Linked DNA regions of Mus musculus: all the other regions are linked to region 2. Evidence: chromatin contacts called from public promoter capture Hi-C data. All regions are on one chromosome and are shown on one strand. The core of a region is the stretch at or near the end of the contact, and the rest is flanking DNA. Distances in the headings are between cores, read along the strand shown. Region 1 overlaps 4930562F17Rik (a long non-coding RNA gene). Region 2 holds the start of 4930562F07Rik (RIKEN cDNA 4930562F07 gene). Region 3 holds the start of 4930562F17Rik (a long non-coding RNA gene). Region 4 has its middle 74 kb from the start of Mir1843b.

Region 1 (3,294 bases), core at 541-3,040, 890 kb before region 2:
AGCTGGTTCTTTGAGAAAATCAACAAGATGGATAACTAGACTAACTAGAGGGCACAGGGACAGTATCCTAATTAACAAAATCAGAAATGAAAAGGAAGACATAACAACAAAATATATCTTAAAATAGTGATTCTGTTTGTTGAATATTAGCAGTTGCAAATATTAAAATCATGTTCTACAAAAAATAAAATAAAATAAAAATAAGTGCTGTAGAAAGTTATATCTGGAGCCTGGGAAAGAAGGTTCAGTGATTGAGAATAATTACTATTCTTCCAGAGACCCCTGATTCAGATACCTGAGATAGATAGATAGGTAGATAGATAGATAGATAGATAGATAGATAGATAGATAGATAGATAGATATCTCAGGCCTTATTTCTAGGGCTTTTAAAGTAGTTCCAGTTATCCTTACCATCTCACCTCAGAATGCAGAGACTGTAAGCAGAGAAGACAAAGGTCTCAGACAATTGTTTTCACTTTTTTCTCTCTCTCCTTTTTAATATTTATTTATTTATTATGTATACAGCTTCCTGCCTGTGTATATACCTGCAGTCCAGAAGAGGGCACCAGCTCTCATTATAGATGGTTGAGAGCCACCATGTCCTTCCTGGGAATTGAACTCAGAACCTCTAGAAGAGCAGTCAGTGGTCTTTACCTCTGAGCCATTTCTCTAACCTGTTTTCACTCTTTTTCTACAGCTGAGTTTAGAGAAGAAACCTGTGGAAAGGTTCCACAGTGGCCAAAATTTCCACTGCCTGTGCAATCAGATACAAAGTCCATGAAAATTAAGAGATAAGGGAATCACACATTAAACACAATTGGTAGTTTAGACCTGAATGGCCCTGCAGTTTAGACCAGGGGATAGTTAAGACAGTTCTTATATTTATTATAGAGATAAATGAAGAACAAGTATGAAGTCTAGAGTCTAAAGAATGACATTCACAGCCCCTACCTCTAGAAAGGAAAATGAGAGCATAACTTAAAAGGTCATCTTTAGGTACCTCAAAAAACTAAACATGTTCATCACTTCATTAGTGGTCCAGTGGGTAAAGAATCAGTGGGGCCTTGTGAAGGATTAATAAGCCAGGCATGTGTATTACATTTCACAACAAACTGTCAGTCATTCTTGACGGGAAGGGAAGAAAACAGACTGAAATCCTAGCCTTGAAGGACATGCTTAGCTTATAAATAAAGCTGGGCAAACATCTTCAAAAATGTCACTGCGTGCATTCTCAATTTATTAGAAAGCAGAGCATCAGCATGTATCTCCCAATTTCTTCCCTGAAGGAAAAGCAAACAAACAAACAAACAAACAAAAAGAAAGATGCTTGAGTCCCAAATATACAGCAGCAGTAACAAAGAAGCTGGATGAGAGCCGAGAGGGGATTTTTCCACCAAACTGTTGAAAAATGGGAGGATATAATTCACTCTACTAGTGAGAAAAGCATACTATAAATGGCTTTGTACATGGGCTTAAATCAATGAAAAGCTAGGGGTGTGGTCCAGGGGAAAAAATAGAAAGGCTCAGGGGATTAAAAACAAAAGCAAGCTAGTTGAGTAAAACTACAACTGAGTGGACAAAAATAGAATCCACGGGGCCCAAGTCAATTTCTTCATACAAAGACAACAGATTTAAGCCCTGTAGCTGGACTCATAAGAGGTCAGGACTGGAGTGGAGGATCCCAGTAATTCTAAAACTGTTTTGACCTGGGGCCAAAAGGGGAACCACAGGGACCTAAGAGGCCTCAAGGGTATTACACAAGAAAGGGACAGACCGTCTTATAGAGTTTCAAAACTTTCTGCAAGTGTTCTCCAAACTAGAACGTGTCTATGTTGTGATAATACTGTGGTCTCCTCCACAACTGGAAGTTGTTTTTTTTTTTCCTTAAGTAATTGAGCAACAGGAAGAGTTGAAATCATGAATGCTCTTTGCTCCAGATTTCCATCAACAACTCATAGCAGCCTTTTACCACCCTTATTGCCAATACTCACTGGTCATGCTACTGTTTCTGATTCCTACAGCCCAAGAACTAATATTTCTGTTGGCTTAAACACATAGCTATGCACCTAACTGAATAATGGTGTTTAGAACCCTACCCCAGTGACAACTACTAGCCCTTCCCACAAGTTTACACAACAACACAGCTCTACTTGACTTGGATTTATTTAGAACATTGTCTTACCTTTATATTAATTAATCTGTGCTTCTATACAACGTTTTTATTGTTTCGCTGTATTGAATTTTTTTTAAGCTTCATCATGATCTCTGAACATTGGACACTAAATGAAGTAAGTTTAAATACAAATCTAATACATGACTTTGTATTAATTACTCTACAAACTTCAGAATTTTTATGTGTGGCTAAAAAACCATAAGAGAGTGTCAGATCTCTTAGATCTGGAATTACATGTAATTGTTGTGAGCTGCCATGTGGGTGCTAGGAAACAAAGCCAAGTCCTCCAGAGGAACAGCCAGTGCTCTTAACAACAAGCCAACCCTCCAGCACCAGGATGCTTTCAGGGTGTTTGTATGACAACATCTAGCCGTGTCTGTTATCACCCATAATCAACTCAGCAGTAAAACACCATAACCAAATGGAAACCATAAGAGAAAGTCAAATACTTAACATTGTAAACTACAAATGAGAACATATTGCAAGTTGGAAGGGATAATTTAGTTTCATTGTCAGTCAAAGTAATTTAGAAAACATTTTTAGACTATTAATCACAATTCCATAGTCTGATTAAAACATCATAGAAAGCTCCCTTTTCCCAAAAGGGGAGGAAAAGCCCTTGAATTCCCCTCATGATATGTCCCCAACTCTGAGGCAGGGACCACAATAATCGATCAAACAAGTTACTGTTTTCCAACTATATCAGCTGAAGCCAGAATCATAACTAACAGTATCCATTGATTCTTCTACTTGGTTGTTTCTCTTCTACCTATGTCTTGGGTCCTTGTGCTTCCACTTTAGCCTCAGATCAAAACAGTTTTAGTTAGTGGAATTCTGCACTCCATATCATCTATTCTTGAGTCCCTCTGTAGGAATTAAATCACATTCTCTTGTCTTTGTATCAAGAAACTTACTTGGGTCCCATAAATTCTACTTTCCCCTCCTCATTCTAATTTACCCAACTAGAAAGCAGACAGTGGATTTAGAGATGAAGTGCATCCAGACATTCTTAGCTGCCTAAGTATGCTCAAGTTATAAAACAAAAACAAAAAGAAAAAAATAGTGGAAATAGAAAACTGAAAAGGTATAGGATTAGCCATAAGAAGGTTTTCATATCATA
Region 2 (3,047 bases), core at 308-2,807:
AGAAACCAAGTAAGATCATCCCAAGTCCAGTCTCATAACCATCACACATGCACACATACACTTGCACATGCACACGCATACACAACACAACACATACCAGAAGCAATCCTGTGTTGGTAGCAGTGCATAATGTATTGCCAGTGGGAGGTAGAAGCCATAGTTTAAATGAAAGATAAAACTATAAAGGTATCTGTTGCTATTTATGTTGATGCTCAGGCAAATGTCTTGTACACAGTAGGTACTCATAACTGTGGATGGATATGCAATGATGCTAAGGATAACTTGTAATACCTCACAATTCAACCTGAGTGACCTACTCTTTTAAGACACGCCATTAACTGCTACAGAAGGTGAGGCAAGGCATTGAGACCAGGGTTGATTGACATATGTGCCCTGTGGTACCTGAAGCCATGCCACTTTCTGAGTGGAAGAGAGCCTTTCCTCCCCAGTCAAAGAAAACAAATTGCTTGGCATTTTGATTGTATTGTGGCCATGTTACAAAGGCAGAGAATTCCCAGCTTGGAAGCGATTATACTCCAACGGCTCATTTGCACATCTACTGGGGAGCTCTATAAATATTGTCCCCATGGAGACCATTATAGACAGTAGAAAAATCACTGTCTAATTAATGACATAGCCAAATTATGACATTACAGCAGCAAGAAAAAAATTCCCAAAATTGATGAGACTGTATGAATGTAAAGTTGTACTCTACTTGCTCAGCTGGGCCACCTGGTACTCATGTCTACTCCCGATGTGCTCCAGGCCCTTGGAGGGTAGCTACCTAATGGTGGCTACCTGGGCCTTCTAGCAGACAGTCACATTTCACCCGCTCATCCTACATCACCTCAATGCCACTAGGCACTCAAGCCTTCCACCCTCAGGCCTCTTTGACCAAAGCAACACTTCCTGATTCTCTGCCCCCTTGTCACATAGGGAGCTGGTTGTGGATTACCTGGCTGTCCTCCGCATGTCACAGAATGACCAGTCTTCTCCCCTTCTCTGCCAATTGGTACCCACCAGATGCTCTTCCCACTTCTCTCAGTTGCCCTAAGACAGAAGACTTGGGGGTAGAGGTGAAGACACAGCAGAAATGGGATGTCAGATAACAGTCTGCAAGGATGGATCGCCGGAATCAGGGACCATACAAATTACACGGTTTCCGTGACAACTGGCTGCCAGTTTGAATTAAGACAGCAGTCAGTTGTCCCTGATTGCCATAACAAAGCCCCTGACTCTGGACACAAGTGTACCTACTGCTTTCTAACCAAATAGACTTGAGCCAGTTCCTGACATAAACCATCCAGAAAGGCAGTTCCCAGTTGCTTCTATATCCTGGAATCCCAACCGTGACTGGATCACCTCTTCCTGTCGCAGACTCTCCGACAGCCTTGATAGAGCACTTAGGATGATACAGGGCCCATGAAGTGATAGGCCCTCCCATAGACACCAGAGAGCAGAAGCCCAAAGTATTGCTTGGTGCCCTGTCGCCCTGCCTCACCCTGACAATTCTTCTCATATTACTGCTTCTCCTTGCATCATGCCAATTCATTCCTTTATGACTCTACAGACACTGTTTCCCTTGGTCTATTCCAGAGTTGCCACGGATACAGTCCTAGGGTAAGGTGCTTGGGACTTGTGCCTACCTGATCCATCTGGGGACAGTAAGTTCATGAAGAACCTAAGAGGCCCCAGGGGGCTGGAGGAATGGCTCAGCAGTTAAGAGCACTTGTTGCTTCTGTAGAAGACCCAAGTACCAGACATGCATGTGGTACACATGTATACATGCAGGCAAACCACTCATACACATAAAATAAATCTTTTTCGAAAATTTGAAAAGAAGATGCATAAAGAAGAGACCTTCTCAACTGGCATGGACTTGGGCATTGGGGTTGTCCCCACCCACACTGGACTTCTGGCCTGCCTTAGTCACACTCAGAAACAGTCAGAGGGGTCTTTATCCAGTGTCCAATAGACTTTTTTTGATTTCTTGGGAAGAGGAAAAAGAACAGGAAGATGTAAAGAAAAGCCAGTCACTTTTTCAAGAAATGAATCGCTCATATGAATGATCGAAGCTGTACAGTATTTGTCAGTGTTTTGTTTTCTGTAAAATTCAAATACATATAAAAGTTTATTTAAATAAATGTTTTGAAAATGAAATCCTCCTCGCACGTTGGATTGAGTCACTGGCTTACCGCTGAGATATTATTCTCACACAGAATTGACAGAAGCAGAGGCTCTTCCTGCCTGGTCCCTGGCCTCCTAGAATCTCAGGTCTGAGGACCAGAAATGTGGCATCTCTCCCTTCTACGCAAAGCAGGCGACTTTGGAAGCTGAACTGAGCAACAACGGCTGCAGAAAACATACTGATGTTCCCTGGCGACACTTAGAAAACATTTCTCCACTGAAGTCCATGTCTTTCATAGGAAAAGGAAGAAATAACCTTTGGGTTAATCTGGTGCTAAGAAACAAAGGACCAAGGGACACAGATACCTGTGTCTATGTGCATGTATTTATATAAGCACATTTATCCTTTTTCTAAGTCAACCACAACTTTGCCCTAGTTAGAAAATGAAATGACTTGGATGCTCTTGATTCCTTTCCCAACAATGCTTACCTAGAGTGCGGGCCAACAGAAACAAGATGGTGAAATGTTCCCGACTGGCACTGCCCAATCTGGTACTATTAGCCACATGTGGCTCTGTTCATTAAAATTAAATTAGATTAAAAGTCCAGAGCTCAATTATGCCAGCCATATTTCAAGCACTCAATAGCCACCCTATGGCTAGGAACACCACCCTGAATGGCAGAGGCTAGCATCTTGTGGAAAGAGTAATTCAGTGTTAGTGAACAGCTGCGCTGTTTAACGGAAGCTTGAGAAGGAAGACCCACGGCGCAGCTGCACACTTCCTGTCTTGCCCAAGGCAGGCTGTTTCGCAGTTTCGGCTGATCCTTCAGCTTTTCTCCTATCACTACAAAGCTATGACAACCAGGGGACAGAGTATTTTCATTCAACCTGCTATTCAAGTCTCTAGAATATTGCGAAA
Region 3 (3,392 bases), core at 444-2,943, 940 kb before region 2:
GAGTGACTATGTGCCATGGTTTGAACATGTCATGTCTGTCCAACCTCTAGACTGTAAGCTTAGAAGAGTGACTCTATGTTGTGGTTTGAACATGTAATGTCTGCCATGGGAATATGTTGGTCCCCAGCTACTGGTGCTATTTTGATTCTATGTCCTTGATACTGTGGGCCAAGCCCCAGTGAAAAGTATCTGTTATAAGGAAAAGTTGCTAGATCCAGTGAAGAAATTAGGCAATGTCTCCTGACTTTTACAAAACAGGAATAAGACCTAGAACTACTGTCCACCTGGAAGATTGTCACAGACCTCTACCTTCACATTAACAACAGGTTTTTATCCTAAGTGCAATCTGGAGTTCTTTTTGTTAAGGTTCATCTGTCCAGACTGAGTCCTGCTATAGCATGAAGACAATAAACACTGGCTGGAAAGAGGACACTCCAAAAGGAAGGCTATGCCTGGAGCACCAGAGGTAAGTAGAGAGGCATCTCAGTTATTTAGGCCCTAGATGTTTCTGTTTTCTGTGGTATCTGGAAAGTGGCTGTAAAGATAGGAGAAAAACAAACAAATAAACAAACAAAACCAGGAGCAAGGGGGATTTTTTTTTTCAAAATTTCTGGGATAAATCACATTTCCTGAAGAACAACAAATGATCCTGAAAGGGGTTTTCCAGGGTTAACTATAAGGTGGAGGCCAAATGCAAGATTGTTTGTGAGAAAATATCTCTGCAAAACTCCAGGTAGAAAGTTCTGGTCTCCATACAACTTCTTTATCATCCAGGATCTTGGATGCTCCACAATCCCCAACCAGACAGAACATATTCTTAAATAAAAACCTCAGTATTAAGGAATGGGTTGACTCTTTGCATATTGATGGTCAATGGGATTCCTTAATCCTCAAACCATTATAGGCTGTTGCCAATACATTTCATTTCCTACAGAACTTCAGGGTAAGACCCTATTTCTGAAGACACCACACACTGGACTCACAGACAATCAAGCTAGTATTCACTTAGAAGCTTCACCCCTAAAAGCTAGCTTCCATAGTGCTGGAAGATGACATTCATACTATTAGATGGGAAAAATAATAATCACCATTCTAACCCAACTGTAAAGTTGGCAAACTACAACATGATGGGCCTAACAGGACATGCCCACTACTGCAATAGTGGCGCAAACATTATGTGAGTAACCAACCACTCTCACATGTGATCTATGGCCTACTGTCTGAGATAGAAACAGATGCATTGTTAACAGAGCCAAGAACATGAAGTTATATACACACACAAAGGATAACCTAATGCTATTATTCTGATAAATGGACATAGCGTTAAAGTGACTGGTAGTGCTTAATGCTGTTGCTGCAATACAGTGCATCTTTCAACCCATAAGCTGCTGCTTCTAGTAGATGACAGCTAACACAGAGATCCTCAACTGGTCCATATGCAGAGAATAAGAGATTATGGAGTACTCAGTCCTGAATGGAATGTACATATCCCATCCATTCCCTTCAAGACTCCAGGGACTTCACAGACAAGAGGGCAGAAAGACTGTAAGAGCCAGAGGTGAAGTATGACTTCACAAAAACTATGTTTTCTAGATACATGGGGCAGTTGCATATATGAATCCACAGCAATTATGACATCATGCACAAGATGTGTGTAAACTAAAGATAGAGGAAAAACCCCACCATGGAGCAAGAGTGATAGATAGACAATCCCACTGGGATCTGAAAAGCCGTTGGTATTTTCTAACTGCTAAAGGAAGAAAGAATCGGCTTTTCTTAAAGATGTGATCCTTGTAGGTTGATTCCAGGGCAGGGCCCACTCCCCAGAGTACTTGGGCAACGCAAACTTCATACGAAAAAGGAGGAGGAGAGAGGAGGAGGACCAATAGCAGGGTGAAGAGAGAGAACAGGTGAGAAGGAGTGAGAGCAAGAAGGAGAGGGAGGAGAGGGGGAAGGGGAGGGGAGAGAGAGAGAATTCAAAATTGAGTGGATGTGGGTAAGGGGGAATATGTCAGAAATTGGGAAAGGGCAAATATGATCACAATATAATTTATAACATTCTCAAACAATTAATAAACTTGCTTTTTAAAAGAAGTCTAGCCCCTTGGCTTAAGGCCTAAAATTTTGCTTTAGTGAAGGTGTGCTCCTAGGAACACAGGCATCTGCATGCTGCAAATGCAGGGCTCTGACTCGAGCTTTCCTTGGATTTACAGCATCCCTAGAAGATCTGTGCAAGTATTGTAAATTTTAATGTCACTAATATGCTGGTGATCACTTGTCTATACGCCTCCAGCTCCCTGCCCCCAGAAACTCTTCATTTTAGAAAACTTTTATAAAATTCTCTTATGAATTGGTATTGTCTCTAAATACTGGCCGCCATGAGATGCTTAATCACAAGATGAATGAGTTCCTGTCCTTTGCTGGAATAACTCTAGTAATAGAAGAAAACCAGGAAACAAGGCACAAAATAAATGGGAGAGTAACACTAAATGCACATGTTCGGCAAAAAACAAATTATTCAAAAAATAACAAAGAAAAATCTATAATCTATTAAGGCAAAATTATATATATAATTTCATTCAGAGCAGCGCTGACAAATCAGCTCAGAATCAAAAGGCAGCTTTCATTAGAATCACAGGAAACCCTTCTTCCGCTTCCAGATACCGAAAGACCTGTTTTCTGAGCTGTTTGGACTTGTTTCTTTCTCTCGCCATCCAGTATAATCTGTGATTATTTCAGATATGCTTCTCTGACGCAGTTCTTAGAGCCTGAAGCAGCTATGTCGTCATCGCGCTTTGCAGACTTTGGTCTAAGACAGCCCAGCTCTTGACACAGCTGCCTCGAAGGAGAGGCAGGAAAGAAATCCATCAGCTACATCTTCTCCTGCGGAAAAAAGGATTATCAAACTTCTCTTGAGGTAAGAGCACCCTCTGGTGGCCGATGTCTGCATTGTGCGCTGACAGCTCCATCTCAAACTAGACTCAATGCCCATATCCTTCCAGATGGAACCTATTTCACTGATCTCCCTTGGTAGCAAAATGGCCCGCTGGGCTCCAACATATAAAGCCCGAGTTCAAAGCTTTGTGCTACTATTAACTCATGAGTTAATTCAGTCTAATTACCTTCCTGAACCATTTTTACTTAAAATAAGAAAACAATGGCAGATTTGGGATCAAATGAAAACATCTGCTATTTAGTAAAACAAATACAAGCAAGATATTCTACAGTGTTTTGCCAGTCACACACATATCTAAGACCTAAGAACAAAGTTCTTTATTTTATATAAATATTATACTAAATCGTGTGGCATTATATTTCTGGTAGCCTGTTCATATTACACTCTTAAATCTATAACAATAAGTTTTGTGCAGATAGCCGCCTTTGACCTTCAT
Region 4 (3,279 bases), core at 27-2,526, 660 kb before region 2:
ACATAAGCTTCCTCAGTATTTACAGCCTTCTCACTTCTACTAACTAGCTCACGGAATTTCTTCTAGAATTTCCTCAGAACTCTGAAGCAGACCATGCTACTATGAATTCATATATCCCTAGCTCACCTATCTCAGGTCTCATGTATCCCAAGACTGTCTCAAACTCACTTGGGTAGCCAAACAAGCCTTGAATTCCCGATCTTCCCGCCTCTACTTCCTGAGTGCTGAGATCATACACGTAGACACATAGACTATTATGCAACATAAATAAGTAAATAAACTTAGAAATAAAGTAAGTAAATAAACCTAAAAATAAGAATGTTAGAATACATATTAAACACACCTACATTTTTGGAGTAGGGCTCACTCTTTAGGTTCTGTGTTGTAAGTGCTGTTTATATTACCTGACATAATCTTGTGCCTGCTTTGTCTCACTTCTCAGGTGATGACAACGAGGCCCAGAGTTAAGAGCTTCCCTGCAACTTACAGAAGGCACATCCAGACCCAGGTCTGTTGCAGCTTCTACATCTCGGCTCTCCATTATTTAGCACCATGCACAAAGCTCTTGGTCTAATCTCCAGCACCACATAAACCCGAATGGCAATCCATGACTGTCACCCCAGCACTCACGTGGTATAGGCAGGAAGATCAGGAACTCAGGGCTAGCCTTGGCTACCTACCAAGCAAATTTGAGAAAATCTTAGGACGTATGAAACCTTGGAGAGAGTGGAAGTAACAAGGAAACTTCTACTGAGGAACAGGAGCTAGTGAATGCCTACATAGCCCAGCCATCCAGTCTGAGGTTTGAGTCCTTTGTCCACTCATGCACAGTAGGGCAAAGCTTAGTCCCACCATCTACCTTGATAGATGGCCCCATGCTGTCCATGGTGAAGCAGGCATAGTGGTACTTCCAGTTTGGGGCATCCTTTCTGTCTACTGTAAAAATTCCATTGTTGGGTTAGCTGCTTGTATTTCGTTCCCAACATGGCATTCTCCAGCCTAGAACCTCGTCAGTTAGAGGGGTGGGGCTTGCCATCTGGGTCTTCCACCATGGGCCTGGGGCCATTAAAACTCTCTTCTCTTGTTCTTTGACTCTGGCAGGTGACTCCTGACACAGCTGGGAGAGTGAGCCATTTCTTCCGCCCAGACAGCCGGCTTTGGAAATTATTCAGGAATAACAACCGGGCCAGAAACATTTGCATAAGGAATCACACAGAACAATACATGTTATTTAAACCATCTTTGGTTGGCAACAGAAGCAAAAAGCAGCTGAGATGAATCTGCATTGCAGATCAGCCTTCTGGAGCAAGCAGGCTGGTGTAGGGGTGGGGCACTGCTTGAGGCAGGGAGAGAAGAAAGCATCCTTGTCCAGGTGCCCCTTCCCAAGCGGGGTCTCCTTGCTGGCCTTTCTATGGCTCTTGTGCATTTTTCTCCTTCCCTCCCTTCTTCCGAGATTAATGGAAACAATTTATCTTCTAATGTGACTACAGCTTATGAATTCTTTGTCTCACTCTAATCCTTTAAATTATACACATAATAAAATATGTATCCAGCGATTTTAGGTCATAATTTGATATTCTAGGGGAAGTGGGGAGGGGAGGGAACTGAAGCCAGGCATTCTCAGGGTTTGTTCCTCTCCATTTGTCTTTATTTGCTGTCTTAACCATCTCCCCCTTTCCTCCTCTCTGCTCCTGTGCACATCATATTTCCACAGTGGGCCTGGGCCCTGGGCATGGGGAGGGGCACTGCTGGAGCCTGGGCTGAGGAGTTAGTTGTACTTGAGGTCTGTGAGGGGAGGCCACAGCCATTCTCTCACCTGCTCTGGCATCTCTTCAAGAGCAGCAGTTGGGTTTCATTTTTGCAGGGCAACCAGACTGAAGATTGCCTCTAATTACCAAAGGTCTCAAGGGGTCTTTAAACACCCAGATCTCCAAGTCATAGGCAGAATAAGGAGGTACAACTCAGTGTTGACTAGTGAAGGTTCACACTCATATCATAAAATCAAAGGACAATTCTCTTCAAATGACACTCCCTTACTCAAGTATCACTACTACTCCAAGATATAGATGCTGTCTGCTCTCAAAGTCATGGAAGGCTGGACTCCCTGCTGCCTGACTTCCCTTAACTGTACCTGCTTGGAGGGTGAAACTTTTTTTTTTCCCTTTCTCTCTTCTTTGTTCCTATTAGAACTTTTAAGGTGCTGGATAAATGTTACACCACAGAGCCATATCCCTAACTCTTGTTAGTTTCCTTTTTATTTTAAAAATGTAGCCCACTAAGTTACCCAGGTAGGCCTTGGGCTTGTGATCCTCCTGCCTCAGCCTCTTGAAAAGCTTAGATAAGAGTCCGTGCCCCAAGCTTGGATGGGAAGGTTTTCTATAATTTGCACTGGTCCTGTTGGGGCTGAAGAGATGTCGCAGCAGTTGAGTACACTAGCTACTCTTTCACAGGACATAGGTTCAGTTCTTAGGCTGTCAGCATCCACACGGTGACTGATAACCATCTATAACCCCAGTTCTAGGGGATTCGGTGCCCTCTTAGCATGTCAACAGGCAGCAGGCACATATATGATACACATGTATACATAAAAGCAAACATTCATCCACATAAAAATTTAAAAATGAATGAATGAATAAAATCTTAAAAAAGCAAAGAGCTTGGCTTTGGCCTTGTCAATATTTTGGTGACATGTATTCTGGCTTCCAAATTACCCTTGTCCATCCTCTAGTGACATGGGGCATCCTAGGACAACAATTTTTCAGAACTCATCCTCAGGTCTCATGCTAAGGGTGAGACACACACACACACACACACACACACACACACACACACATACACACGCACACATACACACACACACTCCATTGCCAAGTAGGCAAAGGCCAGGAAGGCTTCCCAAGACAGTTCACTCCCTACCCTCGCCCCAAGGCAAAGCATCTTCCTCGGTCTCCCATAGGGATTCTTCCTAACTCTTGTCTACACTCTACCACATGTCTACACTCCACCATCTGTGTAAACCCTGCAGTGACAGAGGGGCTGGAGGATCCTGTCAAGTGGCAGACCTATTTGGAAAGGAGGCAGTGAAGCTGGATGTTCTCATAGTCAGAAGGGAGTGGCTGTTGGCCTGGAGTGAGAGGGAACCGAGACTCTTCAGGGCAGTCTGTAAGGTCTTGAAATAGTGCATTGTGCTGTAGTTAAGCAAGCATGACAGAGGATACACACACACACACACACACACACACACACACACACACACACACACACTAGTACAGAGGTGGC

What was found. Promoter capture Hi-C pulls out the DNA fragments that hold promoters and counts their contacts.
Region 1: a contact with region 2 is called in a promoter capture Hi-C map of 3T3-L1-derived adipocytes, with 5 times the contacts expected there. The contact joins the enhancer-like site here to the promoter of 4930562F07Rik in region 2. A contact is called at or near these places in 9 of 39 promoter capture datasets (the 3T3-L1 cell line, 3T3-L1-derived adipocytes, embryonic stem cells and 5 more) and 1 of 484 Hi-C or Micro-C datasets (macrophages).
Region 3: a promoter capture Hi-C map of hippocampal neurons shows a contact between it and region 2, with 9 times the contacts expected there. The contact joins the promoter of 4930562F17Rik here to the promoter of 4930562F07Rik in region 2. A contact is called at or near these places in 15 of 39 promoter capture datasets (the 3T3-L1 cell line, 3T3-L1-derived adipocytes, the C10 cell line and 10 more), 1 of 15 datasets of contacts at CTCF or cohesin (the NIH/3T3 cell line), 2 of 484 Hi-C or Micro-C datasets (the N1E-115 cell line and embryonic fibroblasts) and 1 of 9 other capture datasets (embryonic stem cells).
Region 4: a contact with region 2 is called in a promoter capture Hi-C map of hippocampal neurons, with 12 times the contacts expected there. The contact joins the enhancer-like site here to the promoter of 4930562F07Rik in region 2. A contact is called at or near these places in 21 of 39 promoter capture datasets (the 3T3-L1 cell line, 3T3-L1-derived adipocytes, the C10 cell line and 12 more), 13 of 484 Hi-C or Micro-C datasets (the C2C12 cell line, CD8 T cells, LSK cells and 6 more), 4 of 115 datasets of contacts at active chromatin or transcription factors (acute myeloid leukemia, cardiomyocytes, oligodendrocyte precursor cells and 1 more) and 1 of 9 other capture datasets (embryonic stem cells).

What each region holds. Positions count from the first base shown.
Region 1 is chr1:159,185,236-159,188,529 of GRCm38.p6, forward strand. The region is part of intron 3 of 4930562F17Rik (a long non-coding RNA gene); the gene reads left to right. Among named protein-coding and RNA genes, the nearest start is that of Cop1, 45 kb to the right of the region's middle. Within about 2 kb of position 1,791, at least 39 of the 459 cell types and tissues checked have an H3K27ac peak or open chromatin away from gene starts, as enhancers often do. A contact at or near this core is called in 3T3-L1-derived adipocytes, where this site is marked.
Region 2 is chr1:160,076,428-160,079,474 of GRCm38.p6, forward strand. It overlaps 4930562F07Rik (RIKEN cDNA 4930562F07 gene), which reads right to left and starts at 1,558. Exons shown (of 3, transcript NR_038031.1): 1 at 1,502-1,558; 2 at 956-1,063. 4930523C07Rik (RIKEN cDNA 4930523C07 gene) reads left to right here. Exons shown (of 3, transcript NM_001162896.1): 3 at 1-2,160.
Region 3 is chr1:159,132,588-159,135,979 of GRCm38.p6, forward strand. It overlaps 4930562F17Rik (a long non-coding RNA gene), which reads left to right and starts at 1,694. Exons shown (of 4, transcript XR_865669.1): 1 at 1,694-1,910; 2 at 2,740-2,917.
Region 4 is chr1:159,412,370-159,415,648 of GRCm38.p6, forward strand. No RefSeq gene overlaps it. Among named protein-coding and RNA genes, the nearest start is that of Mir1843b, 74 kb to the left of the region's middle. Within about 2 kb of position 1,277, at least 41 of the 459 cell types and tissues checked have an H3K27ac peak or open chromatin away from gene starts, as enhancers often do. A contact at or near this core is called in cortical neurons, hippocampal neurons, oligodendrocyte precursor cells and 2 more, where this site is marked.